Regions from separate parts of the Rattus norvegicus genome. Here region 1 is linked to region 2. A link is a contact called in public Hi-C data. All regions are on one chromosome and are shown on one strand. The core of a region is the stretch at or near the end of the contact, and the rest is flanking DNA. Distances in the headings are between cores, read along the strand shown.

The links. Hi-C and Micro-C count contacts between places; a contact is called where the count stands out from the background.
Region 1: a Hi-C map of kidney shows a contact between it and region 2, with 4 times the contacts expected there. The contact joins two enhancer-like sites. A contact is called at or near these places in 6 of 12 Hi-C or Micro-C datasets (Schwann cells, frontal cortex, kidney and 3 more).

Annotation. Positions count from the first base shown.
Region 1 is chr12:33,269,904-33,274,198 of GRCr8, reverse strand. LOC120095937 (a long non-coding RNA gene) reads left to right here. Exons shown (of 3, transcript XR_005491912.2): 3 at 1-1,114. Among named protein-coding and RNA genes, the nearest start is that of Adgrd1, 32 kb to the right of the region's middle. Within about 2 kb of position 2,873, at least 18 of the 93 cell types and tissues checked have an H3K27ac peak or open chromatin away from gene starts, as enhancers often do.
Region 2 is chr12:33,153,809-33,158,378 of GRCr8, reverse strand. Adgrd1 (adhesion G protein-coupled receptor D1) reads left to right here. Exons shown (of 25, transcript XM_017598511.3): 15 at 1,620-1,743. Among named protein-coding and RNA genes, the nearest start is that of Adgrd1, 84 kb to the left of the region's middle. Within about 2 kb of position 3,073, at least 8 of the 93 cell types and tissues checked have an H3K27ac peak or open chromatin away from gene starts, as enhancers often do.

The sequences.
Region 1 (4,295 bases), core at 1,624-4,123, 120 kb before region 2:
GCGAGGGCTCATGGAGGAGCGGGCAGGAGGCCGTTCTCAGGTGTGGAAAGGCTACTCCAGCAATCATGAAGTGTGAATTAGGACAGAGAAAAAGCTCTTTCCTTGGTTCACCGCTCTCCCCCCCCCCCTTCCCATGTTTGTTTAGAGGGAGAGATGGTGGGGGAAAGGAGCAGGGAGACTCCAACATCCTGTGATGCACTGAATGTCAGCCGATGTCCACAGAAGTCTGGTGACTCGGTATGCACCCTGCCATGCAGGATTTTGGCACTTGGAAACGCATCTTATGTGAGCCCATGCAGCAACTGCAGGGACCAATGGAGGTCACACTTCTCTCTCCTGTCACGGACTTCAGCTCCCAGGAGCAGCCCAGGAACCACCAGAAGTGCCAGCCCGTCAGGATGCCGAGCCCTTTCAACAGGCCCGTGATCGATGTTCCTGCCTGAGTGGCTGCTTGTGGCTGTCCCCTGTGGCCTATGTGTAAGGCTCTTGGTGGCTGACACGCAACAATTTTTTCTCCTGATTTTCTTTTCATTTTGAGCACTGGTATGAACATGTGGCCCGGTGGTAAGATGTGGTGACTGGGAGGTGACTAGAAGAGGTGTTGGGGACTTGTGTGCTGACCTGTGGAAATACTTCCTTCACATGATTGATTACACACTCTCTTATTGCCTTAGTGTGTGTGTGTGTGTGTGTGTGTGTGTAGGCCATGCATCAGTATGAGGTGTCTTTATTGCTCTCCACATTATTATTATTATTATTATTATTATTATTATTATCATCATCATTACTATGACCTTTAAAGGATTTTAATCTTTTATTTTATCTTATTTATTTTGAAAACTTAAAAAAAATTGCGTATTGGTGTTCTGCCTGCCTGAGGTCATCAGATCACTTGGAGGGGGAGTTACAGTTTTGAGCTGCCATGGGTTGCTGGGAATGGACCCCAGGGTCCTCTGGGAGAGCAGCCAGTGCTCTTAACCGTGGAGCTATCTCTCCAGCCCTTATTTTATTATCTTTAATTACGCGTACGTATGTGGGTCTGTGTGCTTACCTGAGTGCTCAGAGCTGGTGTTTCAGGCAGCTGTGTGCCTCCTACGGTGGGTGCCAGGGCGCAAACTAAGGACTTCTGGAGGAACAGTATGTTTTCTTCACTACCGAGCCATGTCTTCCGCCTGTCCGCTCTAGTTTTTGAGGTAGGTTCTCTTGCTGAACCCAGGGTGTGCTGGTTGGTTGGCCCTGCTGGTCAGTAAGCTCCAGGGATTTCCCCTGTCTCTACGTCCCCAGTGCTGGGATGTCATGTTCATCCTTGTATACGGGTGCCGAGGAGTCAAACTCCAGATCTCACGCATGCGCAGCAAGCACTTTACCGACTGAACCACCTTAGCCCCATTTTCTCCTTTCTTCTGGTTTGGCGCAATGTATCAGGCTATGTGATAAGACACAGAAGGGAGGAACTTGTTCTGTATCACACGCGAGGAGCGCCGTGGCCGCTTGGGGACCCTTGAATCCCTGCATATGATAGATAAGCACAGATCTCTCTCTCTCTCTCTCTCTCTCTCTCTCTCTCTCTCTCTCTCTCTCTCTCTCTCTCCCCCCCCCCCGTGTGTGTGTGTGTGTGTGTGTGTGTGTGTGTGTGTGTCCGTGTGTCCCTGTACTATGCACAGCTAGAGTCCTTGGGATCCACAGACATATAACAGCCTCAGGAGGCGAATGTATCCCAAACACTGAATAGCATCACAGCAGGGCTGAGGAGGGGTAGCAAAGCCACACCCCTTTAGTCTTTGCTGAAAGTCACCCACCCAGATTCTGGGAAGAGTCACATTTTATCACATAGCTTGCGGACCCGGGGCTGTCCCGGAGTTTGCCCTCAGCTCTCAGGATCCAGACGATGACCGGGACCGATGGTTTGAGCATTGTAAGTTCATGAGACGTGTCCGCGGAGCTGAGGCCAAGGGTGTGGCTGCCTGGCTATTGCCTCGGATCTAGCTGGGGAGGTGGGGGTGGCCGTCTTGGCTGAGAACACCCAAGCATGTGGAAACATTTTTTTGCCCTGATATCAGCTGTATTACTCAGGGTTCTAGACTGCGAGTGTAAGAGGGAGCCTGCCTCGCTCAGGCCACAGGGGAGTATCCAAAAGGAGGTTGGGGTCTGCAGAATCGTGAAGGCTGGAGGGTCGGGCTTGGGCACCGGAGCCAACCGAGGAGCAGGGATAGGCTAGATCACGGAGATCCTGCTCTGTGTGAAGACGGACTGTCTGCGGCTGCTAAAGAGGCCATGTCAAGGGGTCATGCTTGACACTCAGGGTGAGAAAGTGAAGCTCTGCTCCATTTGGCTCAGAATGATCTATTGTCTCTCCGCGGGGGCTAACATAGTGACAAAGCCTCAAGAAGCCAAGGGTGAGGGGAGCCATGTACAACTTTATGTCCTTTCCAACTAAGGGCCAGGTGTTCCCAGAGAGGGGACTGTCTTCTATATGTGGTTATTTTGGGACTCAGAACCACTTCCTCACTAAACCCGAGCCCTCTGCCTTCAGGCACAGGGGAAAGGGACAAAATGGCCACAGGGGCTGTAAAATCCCTGGCTCCCATGGCATCGGGTGGGGTGGATGAACCACATCACGTTTACTCGAATTCCCAGAAACACTGTGTTAGCGTGAGGGGTGCTGGGAGGAGTGAGAAGTGGGAGAAACTGGTGAATAGAGACTTATGGGGGGGGGGAGGGCGGTATGATGATGATGATGACGATGATGGTGGTGGTGGTGGTGATGATGGTGATGGTGATGATAGTGGCCTGTTGTGAGTAAAAAGGCTTCAGTATCTGCTCTGAGGGCTGACGCAGATGGGTGGGACTTGGAAGTGTGGAGGGAAGGAGGATGAGCAGCTGTCCCGTGTCAAACCCTTTAAAAAAAAGCATCTCACAGAATTGCAACAACGCCCTGATTAGTAAGTTCGGCTCTTTCCACTTCTCCAGTGACCAAGCTCTGTCGATAGACTTCAGAAAGCTGTTCGGCCCTCCCTCCTCCTCTCTCCCCTTCCTTTCCTTGCAGGGCCAGGTTGGAAAGCAGGTCCTCCTCACACACCCTAGCAAAGCTTTACTCCGGAGCCACAGCCCAGCCCATCAATCTTGTCTGTTCCAAAGCACTCATGCACATTCCACATTCCGTTTACCGCCCAGGATAGGGACCGATGGGTTCTGGCCTGGAATGGAAACGCACTGCTGTGGGTGGGCAAGGGGTGGGCGGAGGGAAATGATGCCATTTGGTGGAGGTGACCCAGGAGCAGGAGAAGCGAGCTACATTTCTGCTGTGCAGAATGCGATGGGTTGGGCGGGGGGGGGGGTGTTGTTGGTGGGAAGTCGGATGGGTGGGAGGAACCGGAGGGAGGATGGACGGAAGAGAATTTATCTGACTCAAGTGAGAGATGTTATTATCATCAAATATTTTCCCTAATTGTGAAAAAATTAAGGGGCTGAGGGGTGCCAAGAAAATGAAGTACATATGCACTAGGCGTTGGCTTTTTTTTGGCAAAAGAAATTTGTCTGTAATCACTTTTACAGAGATATAAAAGGAATTGCCTCTCCCCAATGTGATCGCTTCAGCCTGGCTTTTATCTGTTTCTTCAGAAACATCACATTTTGAAGGGAGTTGTATTAGCAGAAGATGGTGAATTTGTCTGGTAATTGCTTCCTATTATAAATCTAAGCAACATTTAACACCACCCAGGAATGCAGAATTATCACGAATGCTAAACGGAGCAAGTCTCTTTGACTAACTTTTGTTTTTCTTGTTGAAAACAAGTGCTTTGGAGGGGTGTGTGTGTTACAGAACACCATTTTGTGTCTCTTAGCAAGGCTGTGGGATGCAGGTGACACCGTCCTCCCCAGATTCCTGCAGGGTGTTTGGTCGCAGGGATGCCCGGCGGCACTCACCATAGGCAAGAATGACCTACCAAGGAGAGGAAGGAGTGGGACTGCCCTGCTGTTTGCTGTGTGAATCAGCATTCGTGGGGATCTTTGCTGGGGTCTGAATGTCCTACCCCTTAATTTATACAATGATATTAGAAGGTGAGAAGGTCATGCGGGTAGAGCCTTCGTGATTGGGATTACTGAGGGTTTAAAAGGAGCTGCCTGTCCCCTCCACTTCCCACCCCCACAGGAGGACCCATGGAGAGCTCACCATCCATGAACTACTGTGTTAGTGACTTTCCTCGATGCCATGGCCAAAGACCTGACAGAAACAACTCGAGGGAGGTTGGCTCACGGTTTTCTGGGTTCAGTCTGTTCCGGTGGAGAAAGCA
Region 2 (4,570 bases), core at 1,824-4,323:
ACACAGGGTAGAAGTAGGAGTTACAGCAGAATACAAAGCAGAGACAGCCAGAGCCCCGCAGCTCCTTCTGTTCTATAGACAGGGGTTGAGGGGGAGGTTAGGGGGTTTGGCGGGTACTGGGGGGGTGTGGGGGGTGGGGCCTGCCTCAGGCTAAGGCGCGCGAGTTTGTCTTTGCTGACAAAGATCCCTTTCTGGCATCTGAGAGGACAGAGAAGTGCACACAAGAAAATGACAGTGGCCAACGCACTCACTTCAGAGATTAACTGGCTGGCATCGGAGCATATTGGCCTGGGTGTCACTGTAAGAAATCATGGCTGTAATAGCAATTAGAGATGAGGACATTACAGAAAAGCAAACACTCCATTTGACCCCAGCCTCCTCCCCTGACCTCCTCCCACCCGGAGGGGTTTTGGAGGCCATTGTGAGGAGGGTGTCGGTTTCCTTAGTAATTTGCATTCATTTCCGTGTGTGTTCATGGGAAACCAGGTAGATACTGCCTCCTGCATACCATTAGGATGCTGTGTGTGGTGTCGCTTTTTGTGCGGCGTTTTCTGTGCAATGACACCTGGGCCGAGGATTCTTTTTCAACTAAATTGGGGGTGGGTGCTGGAGCGTTGACTCAGACGTAAAGAGCAAGATAACTGATTTCGCAGAGGATCTGTGTTCAATTCCTAGCACCCATGCAGCAGCTTACAACCGCCTGTAGGTACAGCTCCAGGAGATCTGATGTTCTTTTCTCGCCTCTCCAGGCACAGACAGATATCCTCATCCCCCAACACACACATAAAATAAAATCTGTAAAATAAAAATTTAAGCAACATTAACATGTGCACGTGTGTGTGCGTGTGTGTGTGTGTGTGTGTGTGTGTGTGTGTGCACGCGCATTCTTTTTGACTGGACTGACAACCAGCAATCTCCAGGAACCCCCAGCACCCCCCAGCAACCCCCAGCAAACCCCAGCATTTCCCAGCAATCCCCAGTAATTCCTAGCATTCCCAGCAATCCCCTTGCCTCTACTTGCCCACAGCACTGGGGTTGCAGGATCACATAGGACCACACCCAGCTTCCTACATGGGTTCTGGGAATCTAATGCAGAGCCTCGTAGGTGTACAGCAAACAACGTTAACCACCGAGCCACCTTTCCAGCCCCCAAAGGTTTTTAAAGTACTATGCGGGAGTTTTATATTTATAGGTACCACATTCTATCATATTCATACACACTGCCTTTTAGTTCTGTTTATCTTACTTATTTATACACCTTATATTTTACATATCTGTCCCCCAGATGTGCACTGAAGAGCTATAATGTATTTTCTCGGGATACTCTGGATTCTCTGAGTATCTGGACTCCTAAGCTGGATGCTGGGCCACAAACTGGACCCTTCCCAGACTGGGAGGGGTCCAGGAGCTTTCCCAAGGGGACCAAGCTAAGGCAGTGACCCTGCCTCTCTCTGTCCCAGGGAGCTTTCCGTGGCCTCAGCAGCACACCATCCACTGTCTAGTTTTACTACTAGGATGATTTGCACCCTCCTGTCAGAGTTAGCCAGTGAGTTGTTGCGTTTACGGGACTGAGGGATGTCATTGCTCCCACTGAACATACCTGTCCATTGTACCCTCAGCTCCGGAGAAGGCGTCTGGTCCAGCCAGGGCTGTGCACTCACGGAAGGAAACCTCACCTACTCAGTGTGCCACTGCACACACCTCACCAACTTCGCCATCCTCATGCAAGTGGTCCCACTGAAGGTGAGTGCCACATAGACCCCACGAGGTCCTCAGATCACAGCAGCCGTCACCACCCTGGGCACAGATCTAGACTAGCTACAAAGTTATCTTATATCTGGAAGAGGGCTGGACACATTGTTCTCCCAGATCTGGGAGATGGCTGGACACATTGTTAACATCTTTGAAGGGCATGATGGCGGGAGTCTGACATGAGTTGGCTCACATAGAAACCTACTTTGATTAAGGGAGCATACAGGGTCATGGGACCCAGACCAGAAGCCTAGAAGCTGTGAGCTGTCCTAGGAAGATGCTCTGGGGTTGTAGGAAATGAACCAGTGGCTTTTGACAAGCACACCAAGAGCCAGCCGAGAAAGTAACTTGGCTAGTGAGTTGTCTTTGGAGGTAACTTCTTAGTCGAGGGGTGGGAGGGTTGGAGTTTGGGGGGGGTTGGGGAGTCGGAGGGTGGGGGGATTGAGCAGGTGAGCATCCGTACTGGCTGGGAACCCCAGTGTCACAAAGACCACCCAGAGGGAAGGCACAGGTGCATCCCCAGTCTCACTGTGGGAGACAAGAGTGCTCACGCCATTGGTGACATTTCGAATGACTCCAGAGTAGAGCGTCTACCTCTGGATCCTCTATATGCTGGACCCCTGGACTGAGAGATTTTCGAATTTTCTTTGGTCTACCTGGGAGGGTCTGTTGAGCACTACAAAGGGGTGCGTGCTCTCCAGAGAGCAGCTGCTCAGGCCTGGCATTCGTCTCGAGAGGTCCAATCTACACAGTCAAAAAGGGGAAAAAAAATCAGAAGAAGAAGGAAATCCAGACTCATTTATATCATAAATCTGTCACCAGTGAGTATTGGTGACACCAAATTTAGACAGTCTGTGGGTGTCTTCGTGGGAGAAAAATCACATCTATTCATTGCTAGGAAAGGTTGATTTGAAAATGGTTTAAAATTATCCCCGTTTAAAAGGAACAGACTCATGAACATTAACAGAATTAAGGCAGCTCTCACAAGTGAGACCAAGCCTGGGGCACACTTACAGAATTCATAAGGAGTTACAAATGACCACATCTCCTGGACACCAAGCCAGCTTCTTCCTGGGTTCTGAGTCCTCTCTTGTGGTCTTTGAGTTTGTGGTTCAAGTCTTACCCCATCGTGTTCCCATCTCTTTTACTCTCTGAGAACTCTCCTGGCCTCCTCCACTCCTGATTTCTTCCTTGGGCCTCATAGCTAGAAGCTTCTGTCTTCCTGGTTGAGTGAGTGGGGTCTTTCTGGGCAATCTCAACAGACAGTGAGGCACACCTGACTTAGATTACTAGACCAATACTAGGAGGGGTGCTCTAGGATGATGTCCCAGGGAACCCTAGGATGATGTCCCAGGGAACCCCAGGATGCTAAGAGGAATGCTCTAGGATGATGCCCCCAGGAGACCCCAGGATGATGCTCCAAAGGACTCCAGGATGATGTCCAAGGAGATGTGAGGATGATGCTCTAGGAGACCCCAGGATGATGTCCCAGGAAACCCTAGGAATGTGGTCTGAGGTTGGCCTTGCCTACTCAGCAGGTCCCATTCAAATCCATGAATTTTAAATGTGCAAACTTGGTGATCTAATCAGAATTTCATGCTCAGATACCTTATCTGAAAGTCTCAATTTCTGGATTTGATTTAAAAAAAAAAAAAGTCAAACAGGGCTAGGGATACGGCTCAGTGATTAAAGCACTTGCCTTGCATGCTTGAGGGCTGGAGTTTGGTTCCCAGAGACACACATAAATGTTGCGTGGGTGCGGCCGGCAGCCCACCTGCAGCTCCAACCTTGGAAGGTGGAGATGGAAATCCCCAGAGCAAGCTGGCTAGCTAGACAAGCCAGATGGGAGAGCTCTGGGTTTGAATGACAGGCCCTGCCTCAATGAATAAGGTAGAGCGGGATGGAGGGAGATTTCTGACATCATTCTCATGCCTCCACACGCATCTGCACACACACGTGCAAAGACACGCACGCAGCGTGCCTGTGCATACACCCGTGCACAAATTAATTACATGTAATTAAAAAGCAGAGGACCCAGCCACACTAAGCTGAATTTGACCGGGAACAATATCGGAGGGGATGGAGGTGACGCAGCCCTCGCAGGAAGAGGGGTCATGGGCTCAGCTCATTCCTGTCTCCACCATCTTCCCTGAACCAAGCTCGGTAGACAGTCACCTTCAGTTCGTGCTTCTCATTCTTGTCTGTGGGAGAAGGATGGCCCGACTGTGCCAAGGGGCTCAGGTGAAGGAGGAATAAGTGGTCTTTGGCTAGAGTGGTCCCACATGCTCCTCAGAATGGGAACCCCGGCTGGCCGCCTGCAGTCTTTCCAGGCACTTCAAGGGCATTGAGTTTGTGGTCACTGACTCAGAGGGATCCAGTCCTGAAGCCAACGCCAGGTTTTTTTTGTTTTTTTGTTTTTTTGTTTTTTTTGTTTTTTGTTTTGTTTTGTTTTGGTTCGTTTTTTTGTATTTTGGCATTTCTAAATCTGGCCATGATGGGAAAGAATGGGCGTAGCACAGCCTGGGTACACCCTACCGTCCTGAAGCTGGTGTTGGGGTGCGAGCGTGGGGTTCTGTCATGGAACCCCCTTGGCATTCAGGGTCATTATACCTATCTCTAGTCTGGATCTAAGCTAGTGGCAATGGGATGTGGCCCTGAAGGGGGCCTGCATGTAGGCATGAGAGCAAGGGGTGGCAAGGCTGGTGGGACCAATGTGTGAGCTGTTTTTGTGCATCATAGCCAGGACCACATGGGTTTTTCCTAGGGTTGGGGGAGTATGTGAGGACCGGGCACTGGTAAGCGCCTTCTACAGGACATT